Linked DNA regions of Mus musculus: region 1 is linked to region 2. A link is a contact called in public promoter capture Hi-C data. All regions are on one chromosome and are shown on one strand. The core of a region is the stretch at or near the end of the contact, and the rest is flanking DNA. Distances in the headings are between cores, read along the strand shown.

The links. Promoter capture Hi-C pulls out the DNA fragments that hold promoters and counts their contacts.
Region 1: a promoter capture Hi-C map of liver shows a contact between it and region 2, with 1.9 times the contacts expected there. The contact joins the enhancer-like site here to the promoter of Dnmt3a in region 2. A contact is called at or near these places in 7 of 39 promoter capture datasets (the C10 cell line, embryonic stem cells, hippocampal neurons and 2 more), 4 of 484 Hi-C or Micro-C datasets (the HL-1 cell line, the N1E-115 cell line, cerebellar granule neurons and 1 more), 4 of 115 datasets of contacts at active chromatin or transcription factors (embryonic stem cells and pro-B cells) and 3 of 9 other capture datasets (adipose tissue, embryonic stem cells and liver).

The regions. Positions count from the first base shown.
Region 1 is chr12:3,910,480-3,917,056 of GRCm38.p6, forward strand. Dnmt3a (DNA methyltransferase 3A) reads left to right here. Exons shown (of 23, transcript NM_007872.4): 23 at 1-3,964. Among named protein-coding and RNA genes, the nearest start is that of Gm31623, 19 kb to the left of the region's middle. Within about 2 kb of position 1,647, at least 9 of the 459 cell types and tissues checked have an H3K27ac peak or open chromatin away from gene starts, as enhancers often do. A contact at or near this core is called in liver, where this site is marked.
Region 2 is chr12:3,805,202-3,812,445 of GRCm38.p6, forward strand. Dnmt3a (DNA methyltransferase 3A) reads left to right here and starts at 1,779. Exons shown (of 23, transcript NM_007872.4): 1 at 1,779-1,919.

The DNA.
Region 1 (6,577 bases), core at 397-2,896, 110 kb after region 2:
TTCTCTGGATAGAGTTTTAAGATCGCAGCTAGTTTCCCCTGCCATGGCAGGTATGACTATGGGGCTGGAGCATCCAGGAGAGGGGGATGCTTGCCCTCTTGGAGTCCCTGTACTAAATGTAACGTCCTCCCTTGCTCCAGCAGGGCTCCATTCTGACCTGGAGTCCACCAGCACCATGCAGGAGGACTGGAGGGGAGGAAGGCTGCTTTAGGCAGTCCAAGGTGCTCCCTCCCCCTCTAGCAATGGCAAGGTCTTCCCAGCTCCTGTCAGGACTGTCTTCAAAGGCCATCTCTGCCCACCGCATATGTGACGAAGCTAGCCTTTCCCAGGAGCCTAGTGCCGCCTCAGCTGGGCCTGGTGCTCCCGTGCCTGGGGTTAGTGTGAGGGCTCAGGAGGAGGAGTTCCCAAGGGACTGAGTAGAGGCTTCCAGGTGGCTGACCAGTACTGACCTGACACGGTCCCTGATGGACTCCTCATGGGGCGGGCATCGGGTGGCCTTCTCTAGCTTTCCTTCCAGCCCCATCTGTAGGCTTAGTCTTACCATAGTGTGAGGGCACCAGGCGAGTTAGCCCCCAATATCTTTTGGGGAGGGGTGTCTTTGGGACTGTGCCAATCTGGCTATTCATCCGTCTCTACCCCAAGTGCGGCTTCTAGGGTCACCTCTGAGGAGAGCTGCTGGGATGCTGGGGTAGCTGAGGGGAGGTTGTGGGGAGTTTGCAGTGCATCTAGGAACTAGCTCACTGCAGGTGGGGCTGAAGCTGGATTCAGTCATGGGAGGTTCCCTGTGGGCTTTCCTTTCCAAAGACTAGGCTTGTTTTCCCTAGAAACTAAGGTGCTGGGGACTGGGTGACAGCCACCTCTCAGCAGGTGCCGTGTAAGTGTGAAGATTTGTGAAGATCTGTGGCCCTTGCCCAGGGGAGGTAGCTGGTGCTAGCACCAGGGTCACAGAACTAAGGCCTCCTGAGGAGGCACACATACCAGCGGGGTCCCAAGCTGGTGCTAATTCCTCTCATAGGACCCAGTAAGCCCGGGAGCCTGCAGTCGGCTGTTTCTCTGCTGTGGAATACCCTGTTAGAAAGCTGAGGTCCCCTAAAGAGCCTCCTGGACCGAGTCACTTTTGTGGCCGGGCTGAGTATGGCAGCAGGTAGAAAGATCCGCAGGCATAAAGATCCCTGTGGCTTTTGGCAAATGACTGAAGTGTGGATGCAGGAGCAATGAGTGGAGGCCAACATCAACAGCATCTACCCTCCCCAATAGTGTCTCTGTTCTGGGGGTGCTGTGGTCCTCACTTGCTGGCTTAGGATTGGAGTTAGGCTGAGCCACTTTGAAGGAGTGTGTTTACAGGAAGATACAAATTGTTGGTTTCTCTATTCTTTACTGTACAGTGTGTCCAGAGAGTAGAAGAAAATTCCTGGGCCTGTCTGGTTGGTGCAGAGCTTTTATGGCACTACAAGGTCTTCAGGAACTGTCACTGTAAGAGCCCTGGCTGTGAGCTGGGGCTACGTGACCACTGCAGCTGAGTTTCCAAGCAGGCCTGTGTTTGGATCTGAGTTTGACGCTTGGCGGCTCCCAGGGCTTGGGATGAGTGGCAGTGCTGACTTGTTCACTTGGCAGAGCCACCCTGTGAGGAGGTGGACTTAGTGGCCCTTTCCAATTGATCCTGTCCCATCCAGGCAGTATCAGCACTAGGAGCAGTGCTGGGTCAGAAGTCCGAAGGAAAGGACTCGGTTGATCGGGGTCATTGTGAGCTTGTGTATGTTTGTGTAGAGAAAGCTGAACTTTGGGAGGAAAGGCCTTGTCCTTGCAGGCTTCCAAGACACCGCTAAGGTTAGCCTTTGGTTGGAGACAAGTCTCTAGCCCAGACACTGGAGTAGGCGCTGAGACCAAGAGGCAGGCCAAGATGGAGATCTATGGAAGGCCCTTTGCTGGTAGGGATTCAAAGCTTCTCCAGGGGACCCCAGAACTCTATTAACTGGCTCCCCTACCGGGACAAGCTTCGTTTGTGGGCTCATAGAGTGGCCATAGAGTGGGTTTAACCCAGCACCAAGCCTGAGGGCATGAGCAGTGGTCTAAAGTCTCACATAGTCCCATTTTACAGACTAATTTGATTGCCCGGCCGTAGAATTCTACAGAAACAACAATCACTGAAATTCCTTAGAATACGCAGAGGGAGGAGGTGACTCAACACGGTGCTAAACACATTTTATTAAAAATATATATTGTTAAATTAAGTCTGCTGTCTGGACAATGATGTTCTGTTTTGTTTTCTTGTAGTGGAGTTTAAAAGAGACTATTATTTTACTCTGATATATTATTATTAAAAAGGCATTTTAACTTTGTACTTGAAAACTAAGTGAGCGATTTCACGTGTTTTAGCTGAGACATCGAAGTAGCGGGTGCTTACTTGTGGGAAATCATGTATTCATACTACAACATAAACTCCGTAGCTGATTTGGTAATAACTTTTACTGTTACAGACGAATTCGCTTTGACCCCGGTGGCAGAGCGCTTTGACTCCACATTCCACGCAGCTAAGTGCAGGACCTTCCAGAACCTTCCCCGGTCCCCCCTGGTCCTCTTTCGGTTCCTCTTCCTAGCTCTCTCTTTTCCTAATTCTTTTTTTTAAGAATTGTCGTTTGTTTTTCCTGGTCCCGGCTTCCTTCTACCACTGTATTTTTTGTTAGGGTTGCTTCTCTATTTATTGACAGTAATAATGTACATTTCACAGTCTGGTTCTGGGACAGCCAGGAGGGGTGTGGGGGGCTGCATACAGCTTGCTGCACTCTCCGGTGTCCTGTTGTATCTCTGTGTACGTGATGCTTGTGACATAGCTGTTGAAGAAATATTAAAAGGTCAATGCGTACAGCAGGTGTAGAGAGTCCGTCAGTTCCGCTTCATCACTTTTTTTTTTTTTTTTTGTGCCCAGAAGAATATAATAAAGCTCCTTTCTAATGTACTTGTGCTGGAGAACACTTGAATAAATGGACTGTTTTTGTGCAAAAAGAAAAACGGAAAAAAAAAAAAAAGCACCGTCATAATGTCCTTTTGTCCTGCGACTCCTTTCCCCTGATGTGGCCACTCACAGTCCTCCAGTGGGCTGAAGTGGGTGCAGTTTACGTTGGGAGGGTCTGGGAAATGGATTTCTAAAGTATCTCTCATATGGGTGTTAACTAGGGGTTGGGACCCAAGGGCAGAGGGAGTTTGGTTCAAGATCAAAAACAGGTTAGACTAAGGTGAAGTTGTCTCGTTTACTTCCCAAACCAGCAGATTCTCGAGACCAGAGCAGGCAACAGACTGGCATCCTGGTTAGCTGGCAGTAGGACCAGCAGGGACTTATGGATGCCAGAGTCCAGAAGGAAGAAGTCAGCAAAGGAGAGAGGCAGCTGGGGCTGGGGGAATCCTGGAAGAACCTTGCGTTTAAAGGAGATATTTGCAAACACTTGACAGGTGACCCAAGGGCTGGGATCAGTGGCCAATAGGGCTACTGCTGGTCTGAGCATAGGCTGCCTGGCAGGGCCTTGCAGCCTGAGGAGTTGTCCACCGTGTCTCTGCCATACCTATCTAGAAGGGCCGTCTGTATGCGGGGTCTGTCTGTCCTGCATATCTCCGGGAGTAGCCAGCAGGCTTGGCTGGGGTTCCACTCCTAAGGACTGTCCACCCGTTTCTTCCAGCAAACTTTCTGGACGGTTGGATAGGGAGAGACCGTGTGGCGGTCCTTGAGCAGACTGGGAAAGTTTGGCTAAACAGGTTTTCTCATGGGCACTTTTTCTTGCTTTTTCTTTGACAAGGTTGTAAATGTGTATTTGGCTTTTACTCTACTTTTTTTCTTGATGTTTTTCAATGTTGATGTGGAATCTTACTTTCAAATGGCTGCATGGCATTTTCTTGTTGAATGTTTGTTTATATATATTTTATTTTCGCTATAAATAGAGCTTCAATAAACATCTTTATGTTTTGGCTTCCCCCTTTTTTGTATTTTTTTCCCTTGAAATAGATTCCCAGAAATGAGACCAGTTGGAGAAAGTCACAGTGGACAGTTTGGTTTCTTCCTGATTCCTTCAAAGAGATCAGCAGGCAAGCTTCGGGTTTCAGCTCAGAGTTTCTGTCTGGGCCCTTAGTGAGCAGTTCCCACCTTGTCTCAGCCTGTTCTCTACAGCATCTCAAGTTCCCTGGGGCTTCGTTAACTTAGAAAGGAAGCCACCCACTTAGCTCACTGTTCTGAAAGCTGGGTCCAGCATCCAGGGCCTCATGCTGTCAGGCACAGGCACAAGAAAGAATTCAGACCCACCTCATACAGAACCCTGCCCTCAAAGGCCCTCTTCTCCAATCTACTGCAGAGGAATACAGAGAAGACAAGCCACACAGAACCTGTAGCACACATGTTAATCCCAGTGGGAAAGTGTGCGTACCTTTAAATTAGGACACAGCACATTCATGTCTGGAACTCAGACAGCATTCCCTTGGGTGTGATAAAGCAACTTCACCTGTCTCTACCCATGAGACTTCAGTCTCTTGCTGTCTCCCCAGGCCCCCCAGTCCTCAGTGCCAGGGTTATAGGTGCACAACCACACCTGGCTTTTGATACAGGTCCTTGGGATTGAACTCAGGTCTTTATACTTAACACAGCAAGCAGGCTTTTCCACTGAGCCGTCTCCCCAGCCCAAGGGCGCTGTTTATTTTTTGAGAAGCTAGACACTAAGGAAAAGCAGGGGCGTTTTGCAAGTCCTCTTTGCTGGAAGAATACAGACAGGGATGATCCAGCCTCCGTCTTCCAAGACTGTCCCCAAGGTTCAGGAAGGATGGGAAGACATGAAGAGGTGGGGGAGAGATTGGTATAGACACTCTTGGTTCTGAAAGCCATTCCTAAATATTTAAGGGCCATCCAAGCCAGGGTTGGGAGAGCTTACTCAAGTCAAGGAGCTGCCTGCCATTTGATTAATAAAAACCTATTGGTTCTTGGTGTCACTTGGTAATATAGGGTTTGGGGGAGCAAAGACGGGGTGGGGGTGGAGAGAGCCAGGGCTGACAGAGTCAAACAAGAGTTTGGTGGAAGCAAGATAGACAGTTGAGTGGCAACCCCCATAGTGAGGTGGCATGTGGTATATGCACACAGTCTGCTACCTGGGCTGTACCTTCAGGTTCTGTGAGGCTGACAGATAGGACAGAAGAGGTGAAACAAGGGGCTGACCAAGAGGGTGGCTAAGTACACACAGCAGAGCTGGCATGGGCTCTGGTATAACCTCTGGGTATGTGCATGTTGGACCTGGGGCTGCAGTGAGGTAAGACAATGGCTGTTATGGACGAGCACAAGTCACCAGGCATCACCCACAATGATCCATTTTGCCTTGGCTTCAGGGCGCAATGAAAGGATAAATCTTACCCCTCAGTGGCCTCTTGACTGGGACTCTGACAGGGGACTGCTGGCTTGGGAGGAAGGTCAGCGTGGGGAGCTATAGGTGTACCAATCTTGGCCCCTCTGTTGCCCTATCCCTTTCTTAGCTCCCTCATTTTTGACCCTGGTCTCCCAGCCTCAGGTTCAACTTGTAGCCCCTATCGGTTCCACACTGGCTCCTTGCCAGGTTCCAGTGACCTCTGCCTGCTCACAGTGGATCACAGGGTCAGCCTGGTTCAGTAAGCTGTGACAGAGGTATATGTGAGCATGCATGTGGCTCTTGCAATTCAGACACCTTTCTTTTCCAGGGGTAGCTGGGTCTTCTTCTCAGAAGGGTTGGCTTGGTCCCCCAGGAAAGGCCATTGAGAACCATCCAACGTGGGCTCTCTGGTGAGCTGTAACCTGGGCAACAGTATACCATAGATAGATAGATAGGTAGGTAGGTAGATAGATAGATAGATAGATAGATAGATAGATAGATAGATTAGATAGATTAGATAGATAGATAGATAGATAGATAGATAGATAGATAGATAGATAGACAGATAGATAGAACACACACACACAACCCAAACAAACAAAACCCAACCCTAATCCCCAAGGAAATAAACCATTGAGACACAGAGGAAGAGAGCTGAAAATCAAATCTCTCAGGCCCACTATCTCCCTCTATATGCAACCATGCTCATTAAAAGACAGTTTCTTAGGGCCTGTGAAATGTCTCTGTGGGTAAAGGTACTTGCTGCCAAGCCTGGTGGCACTAGGTCACCAGAAGTCACATGGTGCAAATGGAGAATAACTTCTGCAAGGGTCCTCTGACCTCCAAATGTCTTCAGTGGCCTGTGTGTATCCATGTGTGCATGTACACACAAACACACGATAAATGATAAAAAGTTATATAGAATCACACTGAAAAAGTTATATAGAATGTCAGGGTAACCCAGCCTTTCCTGCACAGACTGGCTTTCCTCGCGGCCACCAAAAGTACATGAATGGGATTGAGAACATCTGAAAGGAGTGAGCTAAGGCTGTAGCTGTGATATATCAACTTTTATGCAGATGTTTCCAGAGAGGTGCACTGGAGGTGGAGACGTGAGGACCCATAGTTCAGGCCCTGTGTAGTTTGAGACCACACTGGGTTACACTGGACCCACACTGGTGAGACCTTGTCACAAAAATCCCCCC
Region 2 (7,244 bases), core at 529-3,028:
CTGAGCCAGTCTCTCCAGCCTCATGGTGAGCTTTTTGTTTGTGGTGTTAAATCCTGAACCCAAGACTTGGAGGTTACCAGGCAAATGCTCTCCCACCAAGTTCCATCCCCAGTCCAAGCATGGGTTTCTTCACTGAAAAGTTGGAGCAGTACAAGTCACTCGACAGATGGAAGTGTTTGGTGGCTGGTGGCTACTCTTTAGAGGTAGTGCCATATAACTCTTGAAGTCGAGGCCTTTCTCTAAAATGGTCTTGTCCTTAGTCAAGCTGGGAGCATCATTTGGAGGGCTATGGATTTGGATACAGGAAGCCTGCAGTTCATACAGTCATTCAACCAACATTTATGAGGACGTAGCATGTACAGGTGCTGAGCTGTATTGAAGGCAAACGGTGTCCTTGTCCTCACAGGGCATGACGAGTCCTAAGAACTGGCCAGGTGAAAGACTATGGGTGGCAGAAATGAACACCAGTAGTGGAGGGTGGGGGTGCGATATTGAGTGCTATTAGGAAAGGTCAGGACAGTTGCTTTGGGGTAGGGAAGACTGAAGTGTAAATGTGCCCTGCAAATAGGAAAGGGTGGTTCTGTATTTCAATGAATTAGGCAACTGTCCCTTTGATCCTCAAATGGGGTGAAGTGTTCTAGGTGGGGCGTGTTCTATGGGAACCTGCTTCAGCATTGAGGGTCTGCAAATAAGTGTGCCGTGGGTGTGGGAGATGCAACTCAGGACACTGGGGCACTGAAGGGCTGGATGGATGGTGCTGTCCAGTGACAGGAGGGAGGAGCCTGACAAGGAGGCTGGGAGTCAGGGGATTCAGTGCCAAGCTCCAGTGATGGTAGCTGGAGAGGTGAGCACTACAGACCCGGAGCCCTGAGAGCACCCCCACACTGAGGGAGCCAGGTCTAGTGCCCGTCTGCAGAGAATCTTGCAGCTGGAAGAGGCAGGCCTTCAATGTCATTTAGTTCAACCTTCCACCTCTTCAGATCTTTCCAGAGCCCACCTGAGGGCATCCAACTCTTTTTGGACACCTCAAGGTACGGAAAGCTTACTGCCTTCTAGGGAGCCCACTCCGTGGCGGTGCTCGATGCTCTAGGATGGCCTCGAGGCGCCAGGCGCTCCGACCTTGGCCCTGTGCAGCCGTCTGGCCACCGCGGCACCTGGCTGTGGGTGGCGACGCGGCTGAGCAGGCGCTGCTGTCCCCAGCCCCAGTGCTGAGGCGCGCAAAGCGCAGTGGGCTCTGGTGGAGGTCGGGAGAACTGCAGGGCGAAGGCCGCCGGGGGCTCCGCGGGCGGCGAGGGGGGGGGACGGGGGGGGGCAGGCACTTGACACCGGCCCGGGAGAGGAGGGGCAGCTGTCCCTACGACCAGTGCTGGATGCGGGGACCCAGCGCAGAAGCCGCGCCAGGTAGAGGGGCGCCGCAAGGTGGGGAGGTTGCGGCCGGGGGACCACCCGAGGGGCACAGGGCGGCCGAGATCGCAGCTCCGGCAGGGTGCCCGGCCCGGAGCGCCGCAGTCGGGGCGCGGCGGGGTCCCGAACCCGCTCCTCCCGCCGGGGGCGCTAGGACCGTCCGCGGCTCGGATAGCTCCCGCCGCGGCGCCCCGGGGCCCCCGGGGTTGCCTCCCGGGCGGCTCCGCAGCGCCGGGGCCAGAGCCAGCGCGGCCACGGGGGGCGAGCGGCGGGCGGAGGCCTGGGCGGCGGGCGGCCGGAGGGAGGGAAGGAGGAAGGCGGAGAGAAGAGGCGGGCGGGGGGGACCCGGCGGAGGAGGCGGAGAGAGGGAGCGCGACAGCGACGGAGGGAGGGAGCGCGGCAGGCAGCGGGCGGGCCGGGAGGCGGCGCGGGCGGCGGCGCGAGCAGAGGACGAGCCGGGACGCGGCGCCGCGGCAGCAGGGCGAGCCGGGCCGCCCGACCCGCCGGGCCACACGGTAACCAGCACGGCCTGCGGCCCGGGAGCTGAGAGGGCGGGCGGGCGGGAGGGCACAGCAAGGCGGTGGGGAGCGCGGCTCGGACCCCGCAACTCGGCGCGCGGTGCTGAGAGCGCGGACCGCCCGGGCCGAGGGTTTGTTTATGTCCCCGCCGCTCGCCCGCCGCTCCTCTTCTGCGCGCCGCCTCCGCCGCGGACGCCCCTCGGCGCCCCCGCCCGGCCCGGGCTCAAGTTCAAGTCCGTACAATGCCGCGGGGGGCCTCCGCCGGCCTGCGCGCCGCCCGACGCGCGCTGCCGCAGGGCCCCGCCGCCTCCGCCTTCCGGGCTCTGCCCCCGCCCGGGGGCCCGGTCGGGGCCTGCGGCCGTGCGCTGCGGAGTGCGGACGGGACCGGGAATCGGGCGGCGGGAGGGGAGAGGAGGGGGAGGGGGCGCGGGCGGCCGGGGAGCGCCGTGGCCACGGCAGAAAATGGCAGCCTGGCACGACCCGGGCCCCGCGCCCGCCCCGCCCCTCCCCCGGGCCTGCAGGCTCCGCGCGGCGGGGGGGACCCTGGAGGCCCCCGGCAGGGCCCAGGGGCGGCCGGGGCCCGCGCCGGGGAGCGCGGCGTCGCGATCTTCCCGCGGCCACCTGTGGCTTGGGGGTGCGGGGCGCCGGCGGGCCTGGGAGGGGCGCGCGCGTGGGGAGCGTGCCCGCTCGGGGGCGCACGCTCCCGCGGAGGCCAGGCGGAACGGCGTGGAGGGGGGGGCGTCGCGCCCGGCTCCTCCCTGCCCCCGCTGCGGGCCGTGGGAGCGGGGTGGTGGTGGCGGCGGCGGCGCCGCAGTATGGGGGCGGGGCGGGAGTGGGCGAGGATCCCCGGGCCGGGCCGCGGGGGACTAGAAGGTGCGGGGGCGGGAGCAGCAAGGCTGGAAATGTCTCCGGTGGGGATGCCGGGGTCGCCCCCTGAGGCAGACTCCCCTTGCATACACTCACACGCACCCCCGCCGGGCCGGTGTAGACGTGTCCTTGAAAGCTTCGCATCTGCACAGTGAAGGACGAGGCCTCGCCGAGGCTGCGGATCGGGGGTCTCAGTCCCCATGTTGCCCTCACCTCAGGAGACACCCGAGCCTCCGAGCGGCTCCGGCCGCGGTCCGTGTCCTGCCCTCACCCGGACTCCCTACTCCACGCCGTCTTGCCCTCCCTCGTTGGCGCGGACCGAGCTGGCGTGCGTCCAGGGCCCGCCCCCAGCCTCCCCCAACCCCTCTTCGCGGGGCCCGCAGCCCTATGGCTGCCAAACTTCATTTTGCTTTCCTGGAGCCTGCCTTCTTGGGGGCACCCTCTCCCTTCGCTCCCCACTCAGTAGTTGCTCTCCCCCTGTCTCTGCATCCCCTCCTCTCCTCTTTTCCTGCAAGGCCAGCTGAGTAGGTGTGGACACCCTGGGTGAGAGAAGGCTCCCACTGGGTTCTCAGAGCTCCCTTCCCGGGCTCCCAGGGGGAGCCTTCTGTGGCTGCACCTTGACCTAAGATGGCGTCTTGCACCCAGCTGGGCAGTTCTGACCTGCGTAGGGCTGGGGAGGAAGGGCGGGCTAGGGACTGCATAACTGCCCCCTCTCAAACCAGAGGGGACAGGAGCCTTGGGGAGGAGTATCTTCGGCCGAGTGACCCAGCTTGCCCCTCACTGCAGTGCCCAGAGACTGCCATCAGCATCCCCGGGGACAGTTCAGTCTTCATGTTTCACCCTGAGCTGCCAGCGGCTGAACCTCCTCCTGGGCAGGCTGTGCAGGGATTCTGGGATCAGGTGCTACTCCACTGTGCCTCCTCCCTCCCAGGCAGATGTGACAGCTGCAGCCTGGGGAGCTATTCTTGCGTTGCTGGGGTGTTAGGACTGACCTGTGGGATTTGGAAAGCCCAGCAGCCTGGCAGACCCTCTTTGGGCTATCCTCTGTGCAGACAGGGGCCATTTGCAGGTAGTTAGAGCAGTCACTTGCTTTTGGATAGTTGGGTTGTGTAAGTTCCTGTGGGCTTTGGGGGCAAGCTGACTTGTCCCCTCTGCCTCTGGGGTCCATTAAGGCCCTTGTGGAGCTGTTATTGACAGGTAATTCTGTCGAAGAGTGGTGTGTGTGTGTGTGTGTCCAGGTAGGGGCCCCCAAGCCAACTTATGTCATAGGTCTGGCACCTTCCTCCCCCTTCCCTGTGGCCTCCTTCTCTAGGCCCTGCTGCCTCTCAGAGCCCCCCCCCCCCCGCACTCCTCCCCCCCCCCCTCCATGCTTTATCTTTGCACCCTTCCCCCATCAGATCTGCAGCTCCTGATTCGTGTGCTCCTGGTGGCCCAAACTTTTTCTTGTTACTTGGCCCAGCCTCTCCGGTGTTCGCCAGGAGCCTAACCTGAGGAAAGGTGTGTTCCCTTTAGACTCAAGGTCTGCTTTCCACAGTGGAGGAGCCCAAGAGAGGCCGCCAATGGCCATTTGTCAGGGTGTCTGCAGGCAGGATTCCTCTGTGGGGTGGGGGTTGGATGCAGCTTGCAGGCCCATTCCAACTTTGAAATTCTATGGCTCTGATTTTCCTGGTGGAATTTCAGACCCAGAATAGGGCTAGAGTGGTATGTTTTCCCTCCACGGTAGTGGTCATGGAGAAGGTAGGGGCTGCCAGGGGTGGGCTTTGGCAGAGAGGGGAGAGATGACGTGTTGATCTGTCAGGTCTGACTGCAGAGGATGGAAACCACAGCTTCCCTGAAGCCTCTCCACTTGGTGCTCTCCTGAATGTACTGTGTGGAAATGTGTGTGTGGGTAACTTGCAAGGGTTGTCCCCAGTCCAAGCTGTTGTATGTCCCTGGGTCCCTAAAGGTAGTTCACCATCAGTTCCATGCCCGGTCCCCCATTCTTTCCCACAAGCCAGCAACGGACAAGATGGAGCTGAAGGATCCTTGTCCAGCCTCTCTGGGTGGGAGGAACTGAAGGTGATCTGCCTTCTTCTGAGTGTTCCGTTCATTCGACATTAGTGGTGCCCATGAGGAAGGCTACTAGACAGGCTCCCTACTCTCTCCTAGGATGCATTCTGTCCTAGCCCTTCAGTTGCTGGTTAGTCCAGTGGTTATTGCCTGCATGTAGGCCTCCGTTGAGAGAGCACCTGGAGAGTTCAGCTCTCCTCCACCCCCACGCCCCCAGACCCAAGTTACTTCCCAGATTCCCTCAAGATTTCCATCTCAGGGAGCTAGATAAGGCACACAGAGCCTTACCTTTCAGATGGGTGGACCCTCTTCTAGGATGTTCCCATGAACACTCCAGCCCTTAGGAAGGGACCTAGGAGCCCCTGGAGCATTAAGAGCTGGGTTGGGGTCTTTGTGGGAGAGGCCAAGCGGGTTCTGTCCCGTTCCTTATGTGGTTGGCTCTGCCTTGCAGGGCCTGAGAAAGAAGGGCTGTTTACCCCCCCCCCCCCCCAGCACTTACTGCCGCCTCCAGGTCCTGACCTAAGTCTCCTTCACCACCTCCTCCCTGCTGTTGATTGAGCAGGTCTGGCTGGTAGAAGTCAGAGCTGCAGTGTGATCCTTGGGGGAGTTGGCTCTAGCTCCATTTTAGAAGCCGGCAGCTTTCTCAGCAAGGCTGGGTTTCTACAGGAACTCTGCTGCTCCCGACCAGGGCTTTAATAGTAAATTAAAGGTGCCAGGCTCCTTTCTCCTGTCCCCTTTCCTCCTGTCCCCTCCTACCCTTGAGTAGGAGGGCCCTGCTCTGTAGTCAAGCTCTGTAGACTGGCCTTCAACTAATTTCTTAGCCTTTGTCTCCCAAGTGCTGGCATTATAAGGGGGTTTGTGTAAACTTTAAGGGCTTATTTAGGGTCATTTGTGGTGGGTTTTTTTTTTTTGTTTGTTTGTTTGTTTGTTTTTGAAATCATGCTTACCCAGACTGGTCTCAAACCTTCTTCAGCCTTCTTTAAGCTCTCTTGTATCTGGGGTGACATGCATCTGGCTTCATTTGTCTTGTTGATTATAGTGTTTTTCCCAAAGAAATGAGCCAATCCAGTTCCATTAACACAAGTCTTTCACTGAAATCTGTGTTGTGTCCGAGCTGCCTCCATTTGGCTAATTGTGTGGGCAAGATGGGGTCCACGCTGTGTGTCTGCATATTTGCGCAGACATGTATGGACACACAGCTTGCTTTATGTGAGCCAGGTTCAGCATGTCGTGTGGTAAGCAAGGGTCCTGGAGTTAGGGGGAGGTATCTGTTGACTCAGCGTAGCTGTAGGACTTAACTGCTGGCTGCCAGGACGTATGTAAGAGCCTAGCGCCATCTTAGCCAAGGGGCAGTGGATGTGTGGGTTGCTGTCTCTGCTGTCTGCATTTGGGGTGCACCGGGCAGCGGGGGGGGGGCATTTTGAAGTTCCGAAAAACCCCATCCTGTCTCTTTTATAAAGCCTTGGTTTTATAAGAATGATCCTGACAGCACTTGGAAATCTTGGCAGAGTGCTTCCATTCTCACAAATGGCTCTGTCAACAGGTTGTGTGAGCACCTTCAGTCCTGAGTTTGCTCCAGCTTTTTATTCTTACCCTGCCTTGAATTTCCGTAGAATTTTCCCTCATGTTTGCTTCCGCTTGTCTGAGATTTTATTTGCTGGGCATTTCCTGTCAGCAGGGCTCAGTGCCCGCTTTGAGGAGTACCCAAGTAATTAATAATGCAGGGTGCTGGAGAGGGAGGTCACTGCCAATTGAGAGGTCAGAGCAGGCTTCTAGGAGGAAGGGGCAGCACCGAGGGCCTCAGAGCCCAGGAGTAGAGTGGGGGAAGAGCATCATGGGGGCAGCCTCGGTGTGGGAATGCTCACCCATGGTGGATGCCTGGGAGGTGGAGGGGGCCTGGGAGGTGCTGGGGTCTTGGTAAGACTCCCCAGTAGTTTGGAGAGAGGGTTCCTGCACTTAGTGACCCCTATGTGTGCCCAAGAAGTGACTAAGTCTCCCTGCTGGGAGGTGGAGGGAGAGCTGGCTGGGCCTCCCTGGGTGGGGGGAGGGGGAGGGGGAGAGAGGAGGGAGGGAGGGAGGGAGGGAGGGAGGGAGGGAGGGAGAGCTGGCTGGGCCTCCCTGGGTGGGGGGAGGGGGAGGGGGAGAGAGGAGGGAGGGAGGGAGGGAGAGCTGGCTGGGCCTCCCTGGGTGGGGGGAGGGGGAGGGGGAGAGAGGAGGGAGGGAGGGAGGGAGGGAGAGCTGGCTGGGCCCGCTGAGCCCAGGTGGTGCAGGGTCTTGATTCTTCTCAGTCTGTAGTCTGGGGCTTAAGAGCTCAGACTTGGGACAGGAAAGCATGGGTTCGGTTGTGTAGCCTGGTCTTGGCAACCAGGGGAAGGCCAAGCCCAGGTCATCTAGTGCTGCCACTGA